Regions from separate parts of the Mus musculus genome. Here region 2 is linked to region 1. Evidence: chromatin contacts called from public promoter capture Hi-C data. All regions are on one chromosome and are shown on one strand. The core of a region is the stretch at or near the end of the contact, and the rest is flanking DNA. Distances in the headings are between cores, read along the strand shown.

Region 1 (6,009 bases), core at 1,010-3,509:
GCAGGAGGATCAGTTCAAGGACACCCTCAACTACAGGAGTGACAGTCCTGCCTAGACAACCTGAGACTCCTTAAAAAAAAAAGGTCATAAAGAAATATTCAACATCCTTAGCCATCAGGGGAATGTAAATCAAAAGTGCATTAATATTCTATGAATCTGATTGCTGTTGTTCAGAAATTAAGTAAGAGTAAAGGATGTTGAAGGCACAGAGAACAAAAGGGGGGACTCATTCCTGGCTGGTGGGAATACAAATTATTCCGACAGTACAGCAATCAGTGTGGACGTTCTTCACAAAACTGCAAAGACAGCATCACAAAATCTAGATGCCCTACTCCAGGGAACATACTCAACTTCAGCAAGCCACAGCAATACCTGCCCATCTGCAGTGACAGCAGCATTCACAACATTCAAGTCATGAGGCCAGCATAGGCACATGCAAACAAATGCACAAGGAGACAAACATGTGGCATGAGTACACAATGTGGAGGTTTAATCAGCCATCATAACAAAGAATTTACATCATTTGAAAGAAGATGGAATCAACTAGAGATCATGTTAAGCAAAATGAGCTAGACCCAAAAAAAAACAATGTATAAAATGTTTTCTTACATGTGGTTCCTAGATTCTATTTAGATTCCCCTTCCCCCTCCCCCTTTCCTGTGTGTGCATGTGACAATGAGACAATCTGAATGAAGGAAGGCAACTAGAAGGAGAGGGAAGAGGAAGAAATATGAAGGTATGGAGGTAAAATACAGCAAAGCACATGGTACACTTCAAACAGCTTCATAAAACTCACCAATAAATAAGGTGAGGACATCAAGAAAACTAGGGTTATTCTTAGAGAACTCTTTATTTACTCTTTTCTATTGGTCTTCTCCTTATATTTTTCATTTACTTTGTTATATGACAATATCGTATGGGCATATGATATAAAGCAATTACTAGCTAGCTCTCCAATATTCCTTCTTATCTCCCTCTCTTCTCTATCAACCCTTCTGTATCCCTACCAGTTCCTTTCTGGATTCATGACGGTTTTTGTTCTGTTCTGTGACCCATTTCATTTAATCAGATCCCCCTGTGTGCTCATTGATTATACACTGATTCCTAGTAGAGTGAGAAGTGCTCTGTTCAACCATCTTCTAAAATAAATCTCCTGATGATTGTTTCCTGAGCCCCTGGCCGTTATTTCTACTCATCAGTCAAGGCCCATAAAGCTATAAAAATCAATACCTAAATGCTTATCTTTCCAGACAAAGCAAATAAGTAGACAGTGTACTTTAAAATCCCCTCTTTTAGATATCCATGGTCAAAAGATCAGTAACTGCAGGTGTAGCACATAATACCATCTATAAGCCAGACTTAGTCATTTTTTTCTTCTGTAGCTAGAGAAAATTTCACATAAACTAGAGATTACGCTGCACATATAATTCATATGTTCATAAAATTTACTGTGTTCTTTGGGTCAGTTTAACCTTATTTTACAAAAGTGCCACTTTCTTTGATAGCTGAGTGTAACGTGCCCGAATAATTGAAGATTCACTTCTATTTCTGACAGGTTCTCTCTTGCCCCCGCTGTCTTCAAGAAGCGAGGGAGCAGACAGCAGAGAGGATACATATGAAGTACTCTGTAAACTCGGTATTACCAGCCTTTAAACGGGATGAAGCAACGTAAAAATAGATCACCACGAAGGATTTAAATGAAACAGGTTTGCACTCAGTAGATGCAGGATACTCGTGTTATAGTTCTGGGAAGTGTTTATAGCTCAAATACGTCTTGGGATGTAGACGCATCATCTGAGAGAGCATCGCAGTAAGTCTGCCTGTCAGGAACTGCAGATCGCCTAGAAGCCTGGAGCTGTGGGAAAAAGTGTGTGGGTGGGTGGGTGGGGGTGGGGGGGCTCGGGTCTTAAAGGCTGGAAGCAGGGCCTACGAAGACCACTGTCCTTCCTGCTGCTGTGTTGGCTAGCGTCAACTCAGTATCAACTATAGCCATTTTGGAGGAGGAAACCCCTAATTGTGAAAATGTCTTCAGCGGATTAGCCAAAGGACAAGCCTGTCAAGCATTCTCTTGATTGATGTTTGATGTGGGAGGGCCCTAGTCTCTGGAGGCAGTGCCACCCGTTGGGCTGTAGCCATTTCCTCCAAGTTGAAACATCTTCTCCTGGAGGGAGGGGGCGCTAGAGAGTCGGGAAGTAAACCAGACAAATCCGGTGAAAACTGAAACTAGCAAGATTCTCAAGGTCCCCACCCCCTCTCCTCCTGGGCTTCAAAAGCAGTCGAAAACTGCGGGGTGAGAAAGGATTGCACGGTTGGCTAGGATTCCCACAGCGAGCAGTTCGGTTGCAGTTTTCCTGAATCCCCACCTTGATGAGGTAAGCTTTTCAGAGATGCAGCTGCTTTTGAGCTTCCCTGACCCCACTGACCAGCACTGGATTCTGGATTTCCATCCCATAATTAGTTGTCAATGCCCTCTCTGGGCTAAGCAGACATAGACTGTGGTTCTCTAAATACGTCTCATGGGACAAAGTGTCTGGAGAGGTATTCTAGAGGCATATGTTAGAGGTATTTTGCCACATTTCCACATCTCATAGCACTGAACAATAAGGGAATTGTTGGCTATAGGGAACTATGCCACCAAGAGTAAGCTAGGGTCTAGAGAACCCCCTTAGCAAGTCCTGAGAACACCCATCTAGCACCCAAAACCAACACAAGATTAATGCAGCATAGTGGGGGGCTCAAACCCCACAAAATACAGCCTTAGACACAGAAGCCTATAAGCAGCTGAGACTGAATAGGAAACAAAAGTAGATATAATGTAGGGAAGTTAAAGATACCAGTTCAAACTTCACAGTAGACGGGAGAATTTTCCAGCTGGGCTGGAGAGATGGCTCAGTGGTTAAGAGCACTGGCTGCTCTTCCAGAGGTCCGGAGTTCAGTTCCCAGCAACCACATGGTGGCTCACAACCATCTGTAATATAATTTGATTCTCTCTTCTGGTGTGAATGAAATAAATAAACAAACAAATCTTAACCAATAATAGTAGTAGTAGTAATAATAATGATAGATAATTGTACCAGGCATGCTTGTCTCTGTAAAGTATAAACTCTATAATAATCATTAGATTTTTTTGCCATCTGTACTTCCTTTCTCATCTAAGGTACTTACTGATTTTGTGATTTAGACTACATGTTTACATATAGGAAGAGATTACAAGTGAACTTGGGAAAAACTGGAATTCACCAGCTATGGGACAACAGTTAAAGACTTTTTGATAAACTACTTACTTAAACTGTAGGTGAGACAGTGTTTCATTGGAGGATTTTAGTTCTCTCAGGCTTACAAGACTAAAGCTAAAGTACTTGGTGATGCCTGACAAGAATTACTGTAAATATTAGACATTACTATTAAAGATACTATATCTTTGTGACAATACTCTTGATACAAATTATTTCCAGACCCCATTTGAAAAAACTAAGCAAAGAAGTGATTTTAGGAATTCTAGAAAAAATAAATATGGGAGGGAAAAGAAATCACTCTATAGTTTTGAGAATCCTTACCTCAGTATTTCTCAAAAGTGAGCTTGCCAAACTGTGGAAGTCCACAGCTGCCAGGCTGAGGTAGAGGCTTCAGGGACTCTGAAGACAAACTAACAAGGATTGAACTGATTTCAATGCAGCTTCTTGTTGAGAGGTCTCTAATCTTTAGTATTCCTATACTCTTGTAAATCCAAAAAGTTATGTATGAGTGCTCCCCTACCACCCCACTAAAGTGCTAATGCATTTATCTTTAGGGCCTTTCTTATCTAGAAAATGGCTCCATCAAAGCAACAGAGGGATCCAGGAAATAGGACAGTAGCTATGCTATGGTAGTTAAGTTGACTATGAATGCAACAGGTTCCAAAAACACATAGGAGACAAACTTCTGGACGGGTCTATAAAGGATTTTTGAGACTGGCTTGGGTGGGAAAACCCACCTGAAATGTAGACTGTGCGGTTCCTTAGATTAGATTCCAACACTACCTAAAAAAGTAGACAGGAACTGAATAGAGTCTCCATCACTTTGCTTCCAGAGTGCTGAAGCAATGTAAGCAGCTACCACTGTGCCACAGTCCTGCTGCCATGCCTTCTCCACCACGGCAGGCTGCCTTCAAACTGGGCCAGCCTAAACCCTTTACTTCTATTAGGTGTTTGTTATGTCATTCAATGAGAACAGTCATTAATACAGTGGTGTGTGGGGTGTGTGTGTGTATGTGTGTAACCTGGATAATGGTATGTGGAACCTCGGCAATGAATGCATTAGGCATTGTAGTCTCTGGAATCAAAGAGACCAGATTCAAATTCCAGCTGTACAAATTACTAATATCTGAAGTCAATAGCTTACTTTGTGCCCTATTTACATTAGCTATTTTCTAAAGGATCCTGAAAATAACTACCTTAGGGGATTGTTCCAAAATGACATCATTTAAATTAGAACCAGTGCACAGCTCCTAGAACTTCATGGCACTGAGTAAACGTGATATGGTATGGGGGAAGGAATGGTTTATATTTGGGGATATTCTCAAGAAACCTTAGAAGATACAAACAAAATAAGGCACCTACAAAACCATACAGGTATTGAAGAAAAAAAATCAAGTTATGGGAAGAATAATGTAGCCATACTGTACTGTTACTGAACACATCAATGAATAAGATTTATATAAACATAATGATGTAAGGCTTCAAGGATGATCCCATCAAGAACATGGTAAAAACTGGAGGGAGGAAGGGAGAGAGGGGAAAAGTAAGTTCTAACCATCCAGATACCTAGAGATGAGAGACAAGAAGTCCAACTTGGAAACATCAAGACAGTGTTAAACATACATTCAGTTACTTAAAGACCTAAATATAACCCAATCACAAAAGAACTCACATGATATGTACTCACTGATAAGTGGATATTAGCCCAGAAACATAGAATACCCAAGATACAAGATACAATTTGCAAAACACATGGAACTCAAGAAGAATGAAGACCAAAGTGTAGACACTTTCCCCCTTCTTAGAATTGGGAACAAAACACCCACGGAAGGACTTACATAGACAAAGTTTGGAGCTAAGACAAAAGGATGGACCATCTAGAGACTGCCATACCCGGGGATCCATCCCATAATTAGCCTCCAAACGCTGACACCATTGCATACACTAGCAAGATTTTGCTGATAGGACACTGATATAGCTGTCTCTTGTGAGGCTATGCCAGGGCCGAGCAAACACAGAAGTGGATGTTCACAGTCAGCTATTGGATGGATCACAGGGCCCCCAATGGAGGAGCTAGAGAAAGTACCCAAGGAGCTAAAGGGATCTGCAACCCTATAGGTGGAACAACATTATGAACTATCCAGTACCCCCGAGCTCTTGACTCTAACTGCATATGTATCAAAAGATGGCTTAGTTGGCCATCACTGGAAAGAGAGACCCATTGGTCTTGCAAACTTTATATGTCCCAGTACAGGGCAATGCCAGGGCCAAGAAATGGGAGTGAGTGGGTAGGGGAGTGTGTGTGGGGGGGGGGGTATGGGGGACTTTTGGGATAGCATTGGAAATGTAAATGAAGAAAATACCTAAAAAAAAAAGACTTAAATATAAATTCCAAAGGAAATAATTCAGTTACTGGACAGCAGGAGCCTCTCTGGGGTGGGCTAAGGGAGTAGGAAGGGAAACGTGAAGAATTACTCTTCACCTTAAAAGCTTTCCCAAACTAGTTGACTTTTTAAACTATTTAAATTATTATGTAATGAAAATAAATGAAAAACACCATTTGGAGGTGTCATCTGGCCCAGAGGTTTTCCACCTTCCTAATGCTGAGACCCTTTAATACAGTTTGTGTTGTGGTGACCCCCAGCCACAAAAGTATTTTCTGTTGCAACCTTGAAACTATAATTTGGCTACTGTTATGAATTGTAATGTAAATATTTTTAGACTTCACGGTATGCCAAAGGGGTCACGACCCACAGATTGAGAACTGCTGATA
Region 2 (6,009 bases), core at 1,254-3,753, 1.7 Mb after region 1:
TGGGTGGGCTTTGAGGTTTCAGAAGCCCAAGCCAGATCCAGCTGCTCTCTCTGTTCATGTTGCCCGCAGATACAGATGTAGAATTCTCAGCTACTTCTTTGGTAGCATTTCTACATGCACACTTGATGAGAATGGACTAAATTTCTGAAACTATAAGCAAACACCAGTGAAATGTTTTCTGTTATATGTGTTGCCATTGCCTCGATGTCTCTTCACAACAATAAAACTAGTTTCATGGTTCATTACAACAGAGATGAACCACTGACAGTCATCAAAATTTATTTACTTATTTATTTATTTATTTTTGGGGCTTTTATCTCACATTTTCCCTGGTTCAGATAAAGACAAATGCATGGGGGCTGAAGACCTACAGGAGTAGGCTTACACTGCAGGTATATCAGCGTGTGGAACACTGAAGCCTTGAGCTTCTTCTTAGTGAGTAGAAAGGAGGCTGTGGCTTCCATTGCTCACTTAAAACATTATCAGTTTATGTTCTCAAGCATTTTAAAGGTTTCACAATGTGTGTGCTTCATATTTTGTCTTAACTGAAGTTATTTCACAACCAATTTACTTCCTATAACATGTCTTAGAAGTTGAAAAATAATGTTTGACAAGGCAAGACACTGCAGATGTTCCTCTATCTTGTATTCTTACTGAGGCCATTTCAGGCTTAACTAGAATTTGATCTCTTTAATGGAGAATCCACTGGGAATTTACCCGACTCTATTGTAGGACCAAAGGCCAAGATGCTGCAGCTAACTTATCGCTTCTGCTAAACAGCTTGCTTGTGCAAACCTACCTCTGCCAATGCAAAGTGAGATACCAGGATATGGTTTTTCTCTTTAAAAGACTTGCTCTGAATAAGCTTACATCCCGAACACTTGAACATAGTTCCAGCCAGCTGGCTTGCAATCGGCTCTCAACTGTGTCTGAATGATCATCTCTGGTTGGATCACAGTTATAATGAGCAAAACTGGTATTCTGATCATTAGTTCACTTTCTTTTAAAATGTTCAAGCTCTTGCTATCTTGCTGATCCATTTCTGCATTTCAAGCTCACCACCATTTCCCGGCTTTACTTTCCCTGTACTCTTTAGACTGTAGACTGAGAAATTGCAGAAGTGACCATGTCTGTTGCAGGGAAGCATGCATGGTTCTTGAACTGCTCTGAATCACCCCAATGATGTAGCAAAACTTGGAGGAGTCTACCAGGATCTGAAAGGAAACTTAGTGTCCATTAAAAAAAATTTATTCACAAGATATAATGTCTAAATCATGCAGATATAAAACAAAGTTTTTTTCCTCTGATGGAAAATAAATATATTTGTAAAATATAATGGTAAAAGTACCTAAAGAAAATACAAAAATAATGTATCCTAAGCCAAATATGTGTGATCCTAGGCTAAGAACACAGATCCTGGTTTCTCTAAATGACTGTTTCAACATGGAATAGGTTACAGAAACTTACAGTTATAGAACAAAGAAAATAATAAATCAATACACTTACCAGATATGTTCCTATTACAAAGAATGTAAATCTAAGTAGGTAAACTATAAAGTTTCAATGTAGTATTCTTAATTCTATAGTTGGAGGATATTGAAAAACCATTTAAGCTTAGTGACAGAGATACTCTTTTAATCATGAAAATGGTATGCTAGATACACAAATTAAGGCATTTGAGTATTAAAGAGGCCATGGTATCCCAAGACAATGTGGGTGTCCACCTAAAACACCCATCTTCCCATAATAAGTACCTTGAACTCAGCTAAAGCATAGTATTTTGTCAGGACCTTTTAACACAGCACGGCTTCCTCAAGACGCCACAGCTCACATCTTTTATGAGGTCAGCATCTCTCAAAGGTTTGCTCTTCTCCAAAGACACCCTACGTTTTATAAATTAAAGTTGTTGGCTATATTATAAAGAGAGCGCATTCTCATAAATTCCTAGAGAGAGAACAAAGAATACATATTACACACAGTCTGTGGGTTTTGGTGTCTTTGCCAATACTTATAAAACTTTTGGAATAGAAAAATCAACAGTCTCTATTTGTATTTACCAGGTAGGTTGCATGAGGACGTGCTTAACTCAGTTGTGGAAAGGAAAACGTTCAGCCTGGTGAACCTGGGACATAGTTTGCCGACTCCACCTATCTATCACCTTGGAGTACTATGAAGCCACACATGGCCAGCCCAGCTAATCTGTTCATTTATCAGCGGTGGCCTGAGGCTTGGGAGTTTACATTTCTGTCATAAATCCCAGGTAGCGAAACCATTGAGGAAATCCAAACCCATTCTTGTACTCGTTTGTCTTAACTATGATTCAGGGTTCTCCTGCCTTTTCAAGTACCTCTGCTAAATGGCCCTGTCAGGTAGGCGCTCCTGGGGTTCAGGGAAGGAAACAATACGGGGTTGGAGCAAGAACATTGTTTCCCATTGACCTAAGAAATTAAGGAAGCATATTAAAATAAAGGAGTCCAGAAGGTCAGAAGAACTCGTGCTCAGGGGAATCTAATATTACACGTGATCTGCTTGCTGGGCGTCAACACAAGGAAAGGCTCTGGCTTCCTCTCCACCCCTAGGGCCTGCGGGTCTCAGCGGCGCCCAAGCTCCAGTCTAGCGTCCTGGGGCAGTGGCCTCCACCATGGCGTTGCTGGGCAACTTCCTTTGCTGCCTACTGGTTGCCTGGCTCTGCGGCCCGGGGCTCGGGGTGCCCCTGGCGCCGGCGGATCGCGCCCCAGCTGTGGGTGAGTGGACCGATCGGGACTGCACAGGACGGTGGAGGGGGTCGGCGAAGTCATGAAGGTGCCGGGTGCGTAGGCAGCGGGGCACAGGACGCCGCCACACTGGTCACTGTGGCCAAAGGCCAGACAGCAAGGTCACTGGGTCTGAGTCATGGTGGGGGCGCCCCGTGGGCGCCAGTATGGAGCCGAGCCGCCTGCTGGGCGTTTGTTTACATCCCGGGTCTGGGTGGTTTAGTTCCCAGGGGAGGAAAGTCTGAAGCTGTTGTCTGGTGGGAAATGCCGCTCAGAATTGGCTGTGGGCATTCCCGGAGTCACCTAGTCTGCCCAGAGCAGAGGAGGACCTACAGGGTCCCTACACCTGGATGTAGCTTCAGTCCTATTCTGTTCTGCTCAGTGACGTCGGAGCCTAATTCTGCCTCTTCAGGTCTCCGAGGCGTCTGGTCTCTTTCGTTCTTAACATAAAACCCCTGAGCCCTTCCGCAGCCCTTGGTGCACTTGGGGTCTTGCGTTTGTGGTGTGTTCTGTTTACCGGGAGCCTATTACTCTGTTTCTGCAATCTTGGCCTGCCCTGCCCTGCCCTGCCCCCTCAGTCTCCTTCCACCCAGCAGTAGCAGCTGCCAAACTTGGTGGGAAAAAAAAAAATCGGTAAGTTAAGCCCCACTCCAAAATTACTGGATCCAGACCGGTGGGAATGGATTCCTGGGCACAGTTTAACACTCTTCATCCCTCTCAAATTAGAAAATCCCCGTCCAGACTGAATGTTTAGTAAGACTGTAGGTTGCCTTCTGGGTTTTAAAACTTAAGGTGACGCTCCCCTCCCCCATCTCCCTAGCTCCGTTTAAAAATAATTGCTCTAGTTGGGGGGTTTGTTTTGATTTGCAGAGAGAGCTATCCTTGAGACTTTCACCTGTGCTCAGAACTGAAACTCTCCTGCTGTCTGCCTCCTCTCCATGCCTGCCTCTGATCTGCACAGGACTTCCCTGAATGGGGTCCAGGGAATCCCTTCTCCTTGCTTATGAGTGAAGTACACCTGACTTAGCTGTCAAGCTTTTGCAAGCCACAGCTGTATGTCCGGTTTGTCAACTCTGGCAAATAACACCTGTAACAGAAATAGCCCCCAGAATGTGTACATATGTGGCTGCCTCGTGTTTTTATATTGCTGGAATTGTGCTATTTTAAATTTGTGACTGCTCCGGATTTTGACCTGGAAATGTCTCAGGCTGCACCACAGGTAAATTCGCCTTTGGTTTTAATGAATTAATTGCTGAAAGAAGTCATAAAACTTTGCCCGTGATCATGTGACTCTCCTTCTGATACCTTCCTGTTTTGGTAGCGGGAGGGAGAGAGAATAACCAGACCTGTTGACTCTGGTTTCACATTGCATGGATTATTTTACCTGCTTTCCACTTGACTAGAAGGCCTCTCTCCCCCTGGCCCCTTTGCACTTCCCTCCACAACTTCCACCCAGCCTGGCCTCTGCTTGTTTCCTAACTGTGTTTAAGTTCCCAGTCTTAGTTTTCCCCCTTGCCAAGTCCATGTGACTAGAGGACCACCACCCTGGGTGTTTGGCTTCATTTTTAAAAGATTTAGTAGGCTGTCACCTGCTGGTGTACTTAGCACACAGCAACTGACTTTATAAACAGATCAACCAACGCCCACTTAAACGACTACATACAATTGTCCATATAATTATGGTTCATTGGGTTTGCTGGGACAAATTATTAAGCATTCTTTGACTGAATTTTTTTTTCTGAAAATTTTGAGTATCTCTTTAAATAAATTTGAGCACTTATGTAGACTGTGTAACACACATATCTTGAAAAAATATTTGAAAAGTTTATCTGGGGGATAAGAAAGAAATTTTGGTAAAGGACTTTGGGCATTTTTGGCCAAAAAATTTAGATTTGAGTGTGCTATGGACTGTGTCACAGGCTGGATTGGTGACCTTACAAACTCGCGCACACACACAGGCACAGACACATATATACAGACACACACAGAGACACACACACACAACCACATTTTATGTACAATATCATTGGCGTTAGGATGTAAAACCTCCAGATGTTCTGACTCATTTCAAGCCATCCTTTAGTGAATCTAATTACCCCCTCATTTGTCTATCCAGCAATGTGATGTGGTAGAAATAGCACCTTGGCATCTGGAGAAACAGGTTCTAGCTCAGCTTTTATTGCCTGGTCACATGATCTGGAGGGAATCCTGAAATTTGCCTTTGCCTCAATGCCATGAATTGTAAAATTAAAGAATCTTTGTTAAGGGCCCACTCCATCAGACTCATTCCTGTTCTTGGAGCTCTGTGAACCAGGTACTGCATTATGTCATAGGGATGTGCTCAAAATCCATTGCAAGATTTGGATTATGAAAAATTTAATCCATTCATGATCTCATTTACTTTAATCCTCAATGTACCTTTTGTGTAGATATCATTATCTACTTTGGTACAAGGCAGCTTATTTGACTAAGTATATGAGAGGCATTGTACAGTGATTAAAGGCAACATGTCTCCCGAAGTGTGGCCCCTGAACCAGTGTCAGCCCTTTACTTTATGACAGATGACCTGGGTTTAATCTCTGCGTGTTCCACTTTCCTGTCTGTTTTGCTGGGTGATAATGATGAAAAGCTTATAAAATAGTACTAAACATATCATAAGTGCTGGATGAAATTGAATATTTTACATGCAAAAGGGAAAGTTCAATGTCAGGATGTAGGTTTTATAAATGGTAGTAAAACTAACACATAGCTAGTTCAGTGTCACATGCTCTTTGAGGGCTTAAAGGATCTTTTAATGGCATCTTAAAGGCTGCCATTACTATTCCCATATGACAGATGAAACAGGCCAAGATCTTACAGACTAATAACTGGGTGCTAATCTCTTATGTTGGAAGTCTGGCTGTCTGATTCTGACACCAATCTGTTTTCTGTGTAGTTACTGTTTGTTGACAGTCTAAAAATAATATAAGCACTGGTTGACACAAAACTGAGATGCAGTCTATACGCCCTGCGGACGGGCAAACTGCATGAAAATTCCAATCTAACTGCTTTCTCTGCTTTTGGTGCTAGATAGAGTGGATCTGAACTCCAAGTTTAGGGCTTTTTCTGCTTTGTAAAATGAAAGAAATTACCCTTTGCTGATATTTTCAAATAGTGCTTAAGTACTGAGTAGTTGACCACATATACAATTTTACATCAATTTTCATCTGGATTTCACGTCGTCAATGTTTTACATGTCAACTCTTGTTATAAAATT

Evidence for each region. Capture Hi-C pulls out chosen DNA fragments and counts their contacts.
Region 2: a contact with region 1 is called in a promoter capture Hi-C map of liver, with 2.9 times the contacts expected there. The contact joins the promoter of Smpdl3a here to the promoter of Msl3l2 in region 1. A contact is called at or near these places in 5 of 39 promoter capture datasets (cranial neural crest, hippocampal neurons, liver and 1 more), 1 of 115 datasets of contacts at active chromatin or transcription factors (astrocytes) and 2 of 9 other capture datasets (adipose tissue and liver).

The regions. Positions count from the first base shown.
Region 1 is chr10:56,104,658-56,110,666 of GRCm38.p6, forward strand. Msl3l2 (MSL3 like 2) reads left to right here and starts at 2,260. Exons shown (of 2, transcript NM_001163833.1): 1 at 2,260-2,372. The region is part of intron 22 of Tbc1d32 (TBC1 domain family, member 32); the gene reads right to left.
Region 2 is chr10:57,792,041-57,798,049 of GRCm38.p6, forward strand. It overlaps Smpdl3a (sphingomyelin phosphodiesterase, acid-like 3A), which reads left to right and starts at 2,504. Exons shown (of 8, transcript NM_020561.2): 1 at 2,504-2,744. The coding sequence starts at 2,642.